Linked DNA regions of Mus musculus: region 2 is linked to region 1. Evidence: chromatin contacts called from public Hi-C data. All regions are on one chromosome and are shown on one strand. The core of a region is the stretch at or near the end of the contact, and the rest is flanking DNA. Distances in the headings are between cores, read along the strand shown. Region 1 overlaps Atp8b4 (ATPase, class I, type 8B, member 4). Region 2 overlaps Gm26697 (a long non-coding RNA gene).

Region 1 (7,238 bases), core at 3,302-5,801:
TCCGGTCACACTTCTAGGTTTTACTCCCCACGGTGTCACCAGCTTTTGGACTCAGGTACGTCACTGCACTTTTCAGTATCTTGGTTTTATTATCTATAAAATGTGCATAAAAATAATAGCATGTGCTACTGTTACTTCGGATAGAGAATTCAGAATAATGTTGGGCATGTAAGAAGCTCTTATTGAGTTTTATTCACAGATCACTATACTTTTGAGACTAAGTTGAGGATCACAGGGGTTCATAAAGATACCAAAAATGTAGCACATAGCTAAGAATCAAATCAGTAAAAAGCATCAGCATAACTACAGAAGCATCAGAAGATCAATAATAATAATAATCATCATCATTGCAGCTAGCCAACATACCTATGACAGACATCCTTTTCCGGATGTTGTTGAAATCCAAAAAGGCAAGTAACTGATAAGTCACCGGTGTTCCCAATTCTTCTATTGTAATTGTCTCTGGAGTTCGAGACTTAAAAATGAACCCAAAATTTCTAGCAGCAGTAACTAGAGCTCCTTCATCAGGCGATTGAACTTGGTAAACCAGTTGTCCTAAAAGGGAAAGAGACAAACACATTCTGTGCTGAGGGTAATAATTCATGTTCGTATTTCCAGTGCTAATCCGAATGCATTCTTTAATAAATAACTCCAGCATCAACTCTAAACACTTTGCTATTGGACTCACTGTCCAACTGTGAGTCTGTCTCTCCACTGTGATAAAAGTTTCTTAGCTGGTAGACCGTAGGTCTTCACTTTCAGTGACTAGAGGTTCTAACTAAAACATTGTAATATGATCCTCACATGATTCTCACAGGAAGCTCAAGGTAAACCTTTAGAAGTGATGATTACTTAAGTTCTTATTCTCATTTTTATACTGGTGGGACCCATGGCTGAAAGAGGGGAAATGATCATTAGAAAGAGATCAAACAACAAGGAGTGGGGAAGCACACAGTCTGACCTTTCCTTTGCTAAGTCACTAATGATCTTTTATGAGACTGAATATATAAAATTCTACCAAAATGTAAAGGATCAAACAAGATGTTAAAGACTTGTTGCTTAATAGTGTGTGTGCTGGAGTGGAGCTAAGAGGAGAGGGAAAGAATGAAATATGAAGAAAGACTTAAAAATGCCTTAAAAATAAATGTAACCACACTTACATAAAATTATATAATGTTTGAAAAATAAATCAGAAGAGGTAGGCATTAATAGATCAATCAATACTTTCCATTTATAGTGTTCAAAGATAAATTGTTATATAATTGTTTTTTCTATTAGTGGGTAAACTGTGGGTGTGCTATGGGTTCCTTGTGAAAAAGAAAACCTTACTTCCCTGCATACATTCTTGAGTATACATTTATAAGTGGAAGACTGAATCAGGTAAAAGGCAAAGGCAGGAAGATTTCTGTGAATTTGAGGTCAGCTTGTGTTACTTAGTGAACACCAGCAATCAGGGGAATATAGCAAGACTCTGTCTCAAAAATGAAAAAAAGAAAAGGAGCAGTAATAACATAGTTACTTCAGAGTCTCTCATGGTTCTACCAGCAATGGGGAAGCTATGAATTTACCACTAGGAGATAGACATTTACAGATCAATAGATGGTTGGTTGGATGGATGGATAGATAGATAGATAGATAGATAGATAGATAGATAGATAGATAGATAGATAGACAGACAGACAGACATCATTTACAGATAAAAGAAGAAACAAATGTTAAGGAACATAAAGCAGATACAAATGAGCGAATCACACAAACATCAAACACAGTTATAAACCTAGCGCCTGTGAGGTTTTAAAAGAATGAAAAGCATGGTGAAAATGGTGCATGTGCCAGGGCAGCAGTGATGCTATTAAAGGATCTTTGTTTTACTCAAAAGAAGCCTTAGACTTTCATGAGTTTAGGTTAAAGTCCCAACGTTAACTGCTAAAATAATAAAGGTTCATTGTTTTCAAAGTAGCAGGAATCAAAGGGGCTCAACCTATGAAAGGACAAATAAAAGAAAGAAGAGTCTAAGAAAGGAAAGGTAGGACAAAGAGAAGACAAAATAAGATAGTTGAAAAGGACTCCAGATGTTATTAACAGCTGAGCTTTAAGTATTTAAGTGTAGTGATGACAAAGGAGAACAGATCGATTGTTCTCTTTGGCCTTAGCTTTGTCTACGCTGTTTTTTGGGGGTTTTTTGTTTGTTTGTTTGGTTTGGTTTTGGTTTTTTATGTTAAAGCATATGATTACCAGAGATGTGTCCAAATGTAAGTGAAGAGATAAATGAAAACTAACAAAAGCTAAGGTATAAACACCTAGGAAGTAGAGCAAACAATCACAGTGAATTCTAAAACAAAAATGACAAGGGATGCTGATACAGGCTGTGATCTAATGAAGACAGTCTGAAGTATTATCAAATATAGCCTTATAAAGCAAGCTTTGGTAGAACTACAAATATCAACATACAAGTGTGCTGTTCTATTAGAGGCTCTTGCCATATTTTAATTAGCTGAGAAATCAAGTTATCTAAATAATACATTTAAGAAAACACTGAGAAGGCTGAAGCCCAAAGGTTGCCTGGGCTATAGAAAAGCAGTCTCTCACTAAATAAACAACAAACAAAAAAAACAAACGAATAGAAGTTTGAGTAATATAATTTAAAAATTGTTGAATGTAATTGTTAAATGTATATGGTTAGAATACAGTATCCCCAAATTATAGAATATGCACTCATTTCTAGTATTTATTAAATGTTTATTAAAATGAATCATATACCAAGCTATTATCAAGCTTCAACAAATTTCCAAATTGGTACAATAAGGCAAAAAAAAAGAGTTTTAAAATTTAAAACATATTTTATTGTCATTTACTAAGAAAGTAAAGAAAAGAAAAAAAATCTTCCTAAAGTCTTGGATTTCCCTCTCTCTTGTTCTGAAACTTTACTCTGGCACAGATGAAAACCACAGTGTCTCCAAGCCACTTCCCCATGAGCCAAATGCCACAAGCTTGCAGCAATATCCTCCACCATAAGCTGAATTTTAACTATTAAACTTTTAGTGTTGGATTTGTATTCTCATCTTCTCCATACATGACATTTCTACAGAAGGGTTTATTTATTTATTTATTTATTTATTTATTTATTTATTTATTTATTTATTTGGTGTTCTTTAGCATGTACAAATTCACGTGAGCTTGGGCAAAATATCCCACAACAAAAGCTTTGAAAGGAAAGCAAGCTCTCACTTCCTTAAGAAGAAACCTGACAGTGGAATTTAGTGTCTTGAGACAGAGATAGAAAAGGTTGAAATCATTCAAATATCTAACTCCTTTCTCTCCAGAAATCCTTTTTGGTGGCAAGAAGCATTAGCCAGCATTAAGAATGGCTAAAATGTAAGAGCAGCCACAGGCAATGTTGGGTGGGAAGGCAGGTGACTGAACTCTCATGCACACACAGCAGGGATATAAAATGATACCTGAATGTTTTTGAGAGCAGTTGAACAGTTTCTTAGAAGTTTAAACATATCCTTCCTTCCATGATGAGCTGGCAATTTCCACTCTTAAGTGTTTAGTCATCCTGCTCCCAATGTTTTTAAACAAAGAATTTTGAAAAGACATAAAAAGTCCTTGTGACAACCAAAAGCTAGAACAATTTAATATCATTAACAGAGAACTGGAAATGGGTGTGGTGTGTTCATACAGGGTAATGGTGCTTAATAAAAAAAGAAAAAGAAACTAACAACAGAGATACTGGCATGATACCAGAACATAACCCGGAGTGTATACTGGACAATTCTGCTTAAACGGAGGACAAGAAGACAAACTCATCTTTAGTGATGGCAGCCTTAGCAGTGGTTGGGTGGGCTAGAGTTTACAGGAACTGAATAAAAAGGGCAGGAGTAACCTCTGCACTGATGGAAGAGCTTTATGCCTTGATCCAAGCAGTGTCTCTAGGGATATTTGTAAGTGTCGAATCTTACCAAGCTACCATGTGTATAAGTGTGTATATGTTGTGCATGCACATACTTTGATGCACTGAATCACAGCACAATGTAAATTTTGAACATGTTAGAATTGAAAAATGAATCTACAAATCTGAGAACTCTCTGAAAGATAAAATGAGAGTCTGATCAATAAAGAAACAAAAAGAGAGAGAAACATCTGCAGAAGAACATGAAAGCAGAGGCAAGGCAAAGCACCATAGAGTCTCCAAACTCAGTGAACTCATGAGAACAGCATCTTGGGAGACCTCACTAGTAACCTCACTGAAAAATTTCACTTGGCACTCCTGTGCCACTGTGCTCCGTCTCCAGCCAGCCTACTCCGAATGACAGGCGGAAGCAATACTATCTGTGTTCAGGCCACATCAGGAAAGGGACCAGAGACCACAGGTGAATGGGTGCAGTAGTGTCAGACTTCCACAGAGTCAGGGGTGTGGGGGGAAAAGACAAGGAATTTGTATGCAATTCTGCCTCTCAGAAAAGCCCTGGCAGATGGTAACCTTGGTGACCAGAACAGAGGACCCCACAACCGGAAGACCAGTTACATGATCGGCCTTATCCAGATGAACTTGAGCAACAGACGATGGTAATAAATGACGTTCACCAAGCAGAAAGCCTCTCACGCAAAGAGGAACAGACAACCATAAATCACCAAACATTTAAGAACAACATGAAAGTTAGATGCAAAAGGAGAAGGGGAAATGGGGAAGGGAGAGAGGGAGGGAAAGCTGGAAGGGGAAAGACCTACAGACAGAGAGGGAGAGAGAAAGACAGACAGACAGAGACAACAGATACACAGAGGCAGAGACACAGAGGAGAGCGAAAAAGAGAGAACACTCAATAAAATGCAGCTTACTGGATGAAACAAAAGCAAATTTCAAATTAAGTATAATTAATATCCTCAAAGAGATCTAAAGAATATCCTAACATTAATGGAAAACAGGGAGTGCTATTAAAATGAAATAGGGTTTGGGAAATGAAATAAACTCAAAAGGCAGAAATGAAAGAAACTTCCTTAAGGCAATTCCCAGAAGGGAATACAAGGATTCCTTGTGGTGTTAATATTATAAAGATCAATTAAAGCCATAAATATAATTATGTGAATCTTGAAAGCAATTAAAATCTAAAGAATGGGTTAATTCAGCACTCATTACTTCCTTGGGTAGTAATTTTAACTTAATATTTGGTAGCAAAATGAAACAACACAGGTAAAACCGTTAGACTTTGAAGGAAGAAGCTGACTCTCTGGTATCATCAGTGGCCTCCCAGGATCAAAGGTAAAGTAAGCCAGCTGGGTTTGCTGTATTTTATAAACCCTGAGCTCCAAATAACCATGTAGCATGTAAAAGGCTCCGATCGGCATGATGACTACGGTGTTTTATGTAGATTTATCCCCACTGTATGGTCAGCTCCATCCATGGACATGTGCTATGTGAACTGCACCTCCCTATGAGTTCTGGATGCTAGAATTTCACAGTCAAGTGTGGTGCTCAATCCTAAGAGGCATTTCATCCCAGCTGAAGGACATATTTGGATCTTTAGCTTTCCACTGGTACTGTCTCTCTTTCTTTACTATTTTTATGGGGTCTCCAGTGATGGCTTGGCAATTAAGAATGCTGGTTGTTCTTTCAGAGGACCCAGGTTCAATTCCCAGCATCCACAGAGCAACACACAAATGTCTATGACTCCAGTTCCAGGTGATCAGAGGCCCTCACCCATGGGCACTACAAATGGTATACAGACATACATGCAGCTAAGATACTCATACACATAAATAAAACAAATAAAAATAAATTTTCTTGTTTCTGAAAAGCATTCAGAATAAAAAACAAACAGAAATCTGGAGAAAATAAAACCTTGCTTGGAATAGTCTAATCTACCTTTAATTCAGAAATCTCTCAATTTGCATACTAATACTTATCTTTGCTACATTTTTTCAAAGGCTCACTATTCAAGCACCTACCTGCACTGTTCTCTTCTGACATTACAGTATGGCAGAGTGCGAGTAAGCGAAGGAATTCATGGACTTTGGGGTCCCCCAGCTCAATGGATTCCATTAGACTCTGGTCAAAGAAATGCAGTGTTTTTTCTGATTTCGACTTGCTTGAGAAGTCCGTAGCCTCCTTTTCCTACAAGAGAACAACACCACCAAAACAAACTTTTTCCAAAAATAATCAGTTGTCTTTTCCATTTTTTTAACCTTTGCATGTTTCATGGGTTGCCATTATCTGTCTTAATTTTTTTAAAAAAAAATCTGCAATCAGTAATTCATCTGAATTGTTTTAAAACTAAAAATTTTTCTAGTAGACATTGACATGCTCTTGAGTAGCAGAGTACAGCCTTCCATCTTTAAGGGAAGTTTATTAAAGATGTTAAAGGTGGAGGTGGGGTGAAACATTTTATCCTGCAAGGAAGATCCTAAAATTCAGTGAGTAAACAACTTAGAATAGCTTCAGGAAGTCCCTGAAGCCAACCAGATTCAACAGACTCCTTCCTCCACAGGTATACAAGCAGTAAGGACATTTGTAACCCCTAAAGGAGACTCTCAGACCAGAAACACCTCCTGGAAGAAGTAGAGATCAACCAAGCTCCCTGGGAAGGCTCAGACCAACAGAGCTACCTAGAAAGGACACTCCCCAACCTACTGATCTTCGTGTAGGATGTGCACATTTCCAGCTATCGTGGGTGGTTGCCACATTAAGATGGACTCTGGTGTTGCAGCTCTCTGAGCTACTCTGCTCCTTGTAAATCCCTCATCCATTTTGCTTTAAGGAACCCCAATTAAACTCATTGGCTAACCAAGATAGAATTTGGTGGTATCATTTGGTCTGTCGTTGGTTCCCCATTCTGACCTAAGGAGGCCTCTGTTCTCATATCCTTAGGAATAGTGCCACACAGCACATTCGCTGTGTACTTCTTTCCATTTAATAACTCCAACCTGATCTCCACTTTTTGGCTTTTTGTTGATTTCATGTGGTCATGCCCTATCTTTCAGACATTTAAACCTCAAGTTTAGAAACTTTATGACAGTCTAATAAGTAATGAAATGTCCTTGTCTCTTCACGGCAGACTATCTCTCAACTTCTCAGTTTATAAGGACCCGACAACCATGCAATTGCTTTGGCTCTCTGCTTTTCCACTCTATTCCTATATCCAGGGCTGATAACATGGACCTTTGACTTTGTAACTAAAATTAAGTATCCCCTCCAAAGATGAAATCATACGAGCAGTATTTGTTCAGTTAACCATCTAGCT
Region 2 (7,238 bases), core at 2,994-5,493, 130 kb after region 1:
TTAAAGAGGAAATAAAGAAACCCCTTAAAGAAACCCAGGAAAACACAAACAAGTGAAGAAAATGAATAAATCCCTTAAAGAAAACCAGAGAATTGGATGTTTGGTTTGTTAATGTCTAGTTTTTTGAGTTTTTAAAATATTTTGACTATTAGCCCTCTATCAGACGTGGAGTTAGTGAAGGCCTCTTTCCATTCTGTAGGCTGTTATTTTGTCCTATTGTCAGTGGCCTTTCCCATACAGAAGCGTTTCAGTTTCATGAGGTCTCATTTATTAATTGTTGATCTTAGTGCCTGTGCTATTGGTGTTCTGTTAAGGAAGTTTTCTAGTTTTTCTAGTTCCACCCATTTGCCTGAAAATTTCATGATTGCATTTTTTTAACAGCTAAGTAATACTTCATTGTGTAAAAGTATCACATTTTTTCTTATCTAGTCTTCTGTTGAAAGACATGGGTTGTTTCTAGTTTCTGGCTACTATGAATAAAACTGTAATGAACACAGTTGAGCAAGTGTCCTTTGGTAGGATGGATGTCCCTCAACAGATGAATGGATGAAGAAAATGTTTATTTACACAAAGAAGTAGTACTCAGCTGTTTTTTAAAAATGATATCATGAAATCTGCAGGCAAATGGAGGGAACTAGCAAAAAATCATCCTGAGTAAGCTAACCCATACCTAGAAAGATAAGTATGTTATGTATCCCAGAAAGATAAATACAGTATGTATCCAATTATAAGCGGATATTGGGATATTAGTCATTAAGTAAATGATAACCAAGCTACAATCTGTAGACCCAGGGAGGTTAGGTAAAGAAGGTTCTGGGGGAGATGCATTGATCTCTCAGCAAAGGGGAAATAGAATAGATTTTATGGGAGGGCTAGGGGCAAGCAGGGACAGAGATGAGGGAACCAGGTAGAGAGAGAGACAGGATGGAAGGAGAAAATGCAGAGAGAAAGCTGGAATTGAGGGGGGTTGGGAGGGTGGAAACCTAGAACAGCAGAATCTGTAGAGGTCCTAGTGTGGGGGTCCTAGTGTGGGGGTCCTAGTGAGGTCTCCTAGTAATGTGGGACACAGAGGTTCAAATGGCCACTTCTTATAGCCAGACAAGGCTTCCAAAGGTAGAACTGAGTTCCATTCAGTTGAGTTGTTGTTGACCAAGGGGGTCCCGTGGTGATCTCCAAACAACCTTGGCTGATGCTAGGACAGAAGGTTGCTCTCCCAAACCTGACAATCAGACACCATTGCTGAGGGCAACATCCAAACAGCTCAGGAAACATGGAGAGGTAGAACCTGCGTCGAGCCTTCACCCCTACGTTCTATCTTTGATGAAGAAGGGTACTATGCAGCCTACTGAAAGAGAAACGTGGACAGCAGCCACAAAACCTTTAAACAACAGTCTGTCCTGACTGCACGACATGATGTGGTGATGGTGGTGCAGAGCTTGTGGGAGTGACTATCTAATGTCTGATTTAACTTCAGGCCCACTCCACAAGAGAGAAGCCAAGCCACTGCTTGGCACAGCTAGAAACTGGAGACTGCATAGCCCGGAGACCTAGTGTAGAAGCAAGCATGACTGGTCCAAAAAATAATAATCAATGAAATGACTCCTAATGATATTCTGTTATACTCATGGATCAGTGCCTGTCCAGCTGTCACCGAGAGGCTCCCTCTGGCTGCAGCAGATGGGAGCAGATGCAGAGATGCACAGCCAGGAATTATGCAGTCAGAGTCTAAATTGGAGGTCTCGCTCCCCCAGGAGTTCAGAGACTCCAGTGGAAGATGGAAAGGAAGTGTTCTAAGAGTTAGAGGGCACAGAGGACACCAGGAGAAGATGGCCCATTGAATCAACTAAGCAGGGTTCATACATGCTCACAGAGACTGAAGCAGCAAACACAGGCCTACAATGGTCTGTACCAGGTCTTCTGTGCATATGTTGTAGCTATTACCTTGGTGTTTGTGGGACTCCTGTGTGCCTCTAACTCTTCTACCTGCTCTTGAGACCTTCCTCCTGTTCAGTTGCCTTGTCCAGCTTCAGTGTGAGGCCTCTTGCCTTGCCTTATTGTGCTTTGTTTTGTCCTAGATGGTAATCAGAGGCCTGCTCGGTTCTGATGGGAGATGGAGGGAGGGTGGACTGGGGAGGAGGGTAGGTGTGGTGAGGTGGAGGAGTGGAGAGAAGGAAAACTGAGTTGGGGTATATTGTATGAGAGAAGAATCTGCTTTCAATAAATTTATATTATATTTTATAAATTGTATACTATCTAACTGTGAAAGGAAGGAAGGAAGGGACGGATGAAGGGAGGGGGATGGAGAGGAGAAGGAGGCTAAAGAGGATGAGTCAGATACACACTATACCCTTCTAGAGCGTGCCCTACCAAGAATTCAACAGTGGGGAGTTCACTGATAAAGTTGGAGCCTCAAGCTCTAACCACGTAACAATACTGCATCTCTAAACACTGTTGCATTGATACTATATGAGTCTTTGGAAGGGCATTTCATACCGAATCAGACAGCTGGGAGCTCAGGCAAGGACAAGGTCTAAAGATATGACCTAATATGAGTCTGCATTTCCATGTATAGAATAAATTGTATATGTGCTAAAGATACATTTTTCATATATATCATATATACAATACATATGAGAGAGAGAGAGAGAGAGAGACTCACTCTGGCTGGAATGAAACTCACTCTGCAGATAAGGCTGGCCTGAGATCTGCCTGCCTCTGCTTTCTGAGTGCTGGGGTTAAGTGTGCCCCACCATGCCTAGCATGCGTTCTGTTATTTAATTTGCTAGGAAGACTGAAAGAATGGTGGCCATGGGATAGAAAGAATGATGGGTTTTATGCTACGACTTTTGACATTTCTATAAGGCATCTAAGACTTATTAGATAGTTAACAGGATCCATACCGTTGAGCTTCATGTCTGAAGCAAAAATATACATTCCAGAGCTAGTGATATATACATATGTTTAATGGTCATAAGAGAAAGAGAATTACTGGCATGGGCCCATACATCTCTATGTCCTGCTATCTTCCTGTATCTTCACTCCTAGGAGTGGACTAAGAAAACCAAGAAAAGAATGTGAGTGCTGTCGTGATTTTAATCTCATTGAGTAGATGATAATTCCTCTCCACACGGCTTTCAGTTACGCTAAGGTTTTTTGTTTCATGGAAAGTTTAATGAGTCTAGTCTAACAGTGTTATCTCTTAGGAGGGTTGTCTTATGTGTGTTGTGGTTTCATTTTTTTGCATTCTATTTACTATTCATCCGAGCATGGAAAACACCAGAGTCTTCCTGAATTTCCCGTTACCATCACCATTGTCATTGGTACAAATGGATGAAAACCAGAGAGTCAAGAGTCAGATTAAATTGAGTCCTAAGTATACAAAGGAAGCCAAAAGAAAATAAATTTATGAATATGGATTGGAGAGGAGGTGGGAAGGAACCGGGAGGAATAAACAGAGGGGAGACCATAATCACAATATATTATGTCAGAAAAAATATATTTTCAAGAAAAGGAAAATAATAACTATTATAGTGAACTCATAAATAGAGACACCAAACAACTAAATCAGTGTAGTCACTCACACCAAACACTTGCCTAACTCCACATTCTATAGATCTCAATGAGACAACCATTCTTTCGCTGAACATTTTCTAATTTGGGGGTTGAAATCGGGTTTTTCACATTCAGCAAAATTGGGTTGATTTTTAAGACATAATACACACATCCATCTTTGCTATTTAACTATAATTTTAGTACTTGCCCTCAGATGGGTGATATTGCCCCAGAGAATACCCAAATGTTGCGAGCTGTTTCGGCTCTCGTCCTATCAGTGGTGTTCAATCTTTCCAACCACCACATCTTCTGCTCTACCTCCAAAGCTCACTCACTCCTGGCAGCCTTCCAGGACTGCCCTCACTCACTCCTGGCAGCCTTCCAGGACTGCCCTCACTCACACCCAAGGAAACAAGGTTCCGAACACATCACGTGTGCTAATAAATGGTGTATCTTAAGTCGTCTCTTGGAACCGTGTTGGCATTTCTTCCGGTTGGGGTTCTAAATGTCCCATCCCATCTCATCCCAGGGAACCCAAGCAGGTGACACAAGGCACTGCACAAAATTTCAGGATGAAGAACAGGGGACCTAGGGTGTCATGAAACTTGCAGGCAGTAAGTGGCTCCCTGGAACCTCAGAAAAGCCATTTATGAGGCAAGATGAATTGTGGGTCCTGCTTGTTGCTGACGTGAGCTTGCGGACAGAAGGCCTTGGGACCTGTGTCTAGCAGGGCCACAAGAGGCAGCGAAGAGGTTGTGCAACTGTGGTTTCAGTTGGAATGATTTTTTTTAGATGTATTTATTTTATATATGTGGGTACACTGTTGCTGTCTTCAGAAACACCAGAAGAGGGCATCAGATCCAATTACAGATGGTTGTGAGCCACCATGTGGTTGCTGGGAATTGAACTCAGGACTTCTGGAAGAACAGTCAGTGCTCTTAACCGCTAAAGCATCTCTCCAGCCCCCTTCCACTAGTTTTCAATAACAGGATTATTGTTGAAGTAAAAATGAGAAGATAAGATATTTTAACTGAGATCTTAAGTATAAAAGGGTGTCTTGGTGAATCTTATTCTGTAACTTCTGCTGTTGGTAGCATCTTACCAGATTTAAAAGTCTATCAATCACAAATCAATAATAAATTTATTCATCGGCAATCTTTTTTTTAACTATAATAATAGGTTACTGGGGAATGAAAATAATTTACAGTTAAATCTTTACCACTGACGAGTACATGTTTTTAGAAGATTTCTGCCTGGAGGAATACTGTCCCAATTATGCTGTATCTTTCCAAGCAGATCATCGGGCACACGGTTTTTTCAGACCCACAGGAACGCTATTATCGGAGTGTTACTGCCATCTAGTGGACTATAGGAATAAATGCAGCTTAAGGCTAACGTGCTTCAGACTTTTTCCTTCTTTTTCTTTCTTATATATTTTCCCTCCTTTTTGATGTAGTATATGCAAAACAAAAAAAATGGAAAAAAATTTTATCAGTCATTGGAGGCTACTTTGAAATTTTTAACTTTATTCTCTCATCAAAAAACCAACAAACATTCCTATCCAGCCAAAACTGGTTGTTAGAAACACAAATAAAAGGAATTCAGAATGAAAATATTTTTTTGCACAACAAAATAAAAATGAGAAAAAAATAATAAAATGTGCTTAAGTGATTGTTCTTGCAAAGAGGAAATATAAGACGTTTATGCAGAAACGAATGGGTTTGGTGAGTTTCAGGAAAAGGTACACAGTGTGCCCTGACAGGCAGAGGGTAGAATTACTTTACTATATTAAGTTTAATCCATTTTAATCAAAGGGTAATTGCATCACTCCCTGCTTTTCCTAACCTCTCTCCAACCCCTCCCGCGTCCCCTGCCTCCAACCCTTTCACTGTCCCCTCCCTTGCTCTCAAATGGACAGCCTCTTTTTCTTTGATGACTATTGAGACATGCAGATATGTAAGTACAGTCTGCTGCGGCTGTGTGTGTTGATTGTGAGGGTGTGACTTCGGGGTGGCTATCTCCGGGGGATCGTCTCAGGGAGAAGCTAATTTTCACTCTCTTAGCAATTATTGTCTGTGGGTCTTTGCCTAGGAAATGAACGGCATGAGATTACCGGCTTCCACGTTACCATTTCACCTGATACTGCCCGTTGTTCTGGTCCTGTTTGTGCAGCCATTTCTATGAGAGACAGTCTCATGGCAGACTTCCTGGTAGTCTTCCCACCACCTCTTCCTCTGTGTTTCCTGGGCCAGAGATGCAGGAGCTGTGATGATGCTCTGCCCACGGGCACTCGGGTTCCCGGGAACCATTGTCTCCCTCTTATGTCCAGCTGTGGTGCTCTGTAACGGTCCGCATTGGTGTAAAGAGAAGCTTCTTTGAATAGGATTGGAAGGCGCTTATCTGTGGGCACAAAGATAACATTTAAAACATAGTTAGGAATTATGCTGGTCTAGTAAACTGGTGGTACTAGATTCTCTTCTAAAGTCCGTGACCTCACTAGCCCCAGGAACCTGGCCTAGTTCCAGTACCAGACATGATTTCCTTCCTGTCAAGTCGGCATAAAGTCCTATTAGGCAGCTGTTGGTTGCCACCAACGTGTGAGTGCCCTTATTGCTCCCTTATACCTAGCTTGTCATGCTGGCTATTTTCCAGGCTCCTTCCGCATCATCACGGCGGGGTGGTAGGACTAATTGTTTCCTTCCCTTGGCCGCTCACAAAAGAACTTCTGGTGCTATGCAAGCCAGGTTACAGGAAGGAGGCTTTCAGTTAGATCCAGCTCAAAGCATGCTTGTCCTATGTCCTACGGATGTAACTAACGTCTTCAGCAGTAAAGGCCTACCCTCAGGCCCTGGAGGCATCACTGATAATCTGTATTGTTTTGGGAGTCCTGTGCATATCTTAAAAGAGGGTACGGGGGAGGGGGTTGTTATTCTATGGTTCTTGTGATGAACACTGTCAACCCAAGTAGCATAACTTCATTTAAATATCTATGATTTAGGTGCACATAAAAAAATATGAGTCCTTGGGGCGTTATCAAACAACTACAGCGTAAAGCATGCCGCCTTTTCCTCCTCCTTCTTCTGTAGTGGCCCCCATTGGCACCCCTGTCCCGATTTTCCATATCCCCTTCATATCCCCTATAGTCTGTTGTCCCTCATACTCCCACGCGCTCCCTTTATACTTCCCCAGTCTCTGTGATTATTCTGTGTTGCATTCATGTCTGAGGACTGGGAGCACGGGAGAGTGGGAACATGTGACTTTCTGGGTCAATATAGTCTTTTCTGGGTCTGTCCATTTACCTGAAAGTTTCTGCCACACACACACTCCAGTGAAGTCCGCTTGACAGGCTGAGAAGCCTAAAAGCCACTCAAGAGGCAAAGAGTTTCACAGAAACTCACCTCCTGGAGTTTTGGCATTATCATTTACCCACATACTCATACCCTATTCCCACGTTGTCTGGTGTATGGATCTATGAGCTCTCTTTTAATATTTTATTATAAATGCCTTTTAAGATTAAATTCTGTTATAGTTACGTCTCCCCATTGTTCCAAGGTCCAGAAAGGAAGTTACCTATTCAGTTACTAATTAAGCATTACAAAAGACAGAGCCAGTAGCTCAGAACTGGTCTGCAAAATATTTACCAAGGACAGTAGCAATTGTCACCCAAACAAGGGAATAATAGAGCT

What was found. Hi-C and Micro-C count contacts between places; a contact is called where the count stands out from the background.
Region 2: a Hi-C map of bone marrow-derived macrophages shows a contact between it and region 1, with 29 read pairs. The contact joins two enhancer-like sites. A contact is called at or near these places in 1 of 15 datasets of contacts at CTCF or cohesin (large pre-B cells), 10 of 484 Hi-C or Micro-C datasets (B cells, the G1E-ER4 cell line, adipose-derived mesenchymal stem cells and 7 more) and 1 of 115 datasets of contacts at active chromatin or transcription factors (CD8 T cells).

The regions. Positions count from the first base shown.
Region 1 is chr2:126,383,295-126,390,532 of GRCm38.p6, forward strand. Atp8b4 (ATPase, class I, type 8B, member 4) reads right to left here. Exons shown (of 28, transcript NM_001080944.3): 15 at 5,947-6,112; 16 at 367-555. Among named protein-coding and RNA genes, the nearest start is that of Atp8b4, 100 kb to the right of the region's middle. Within about 2 kb of position 4,552, at least 13 of the 459 cell types and tissues checked have an H3K27ac peak or open chromatin away from gene starts, as enhancers often do. A contact at or near this core is called in bone marrow-derived macrophages, where this site is marked.
Region 2 is chr2:126,516,143-126,523,380 of GRCm38.p6, forward strand. Gm26697 (a long non-coding RNA gene) reads right to left here. Exons shown (of 4, transcript XR_866700.3): 4 at 5,059-5,952. Among named protein-coding and RNA genes, the nearest start is that of Gm26697, 26 kb to the right of the region's middle. Within about 2 kb of position 4,244, at least 14 of the 459 cell types and tissues checked have an H3K27ac peak or open chromatin away from gene starts, as enhancers often do. A contact at or near this core is called in bone marrow-derived macrophages, where this site is marked.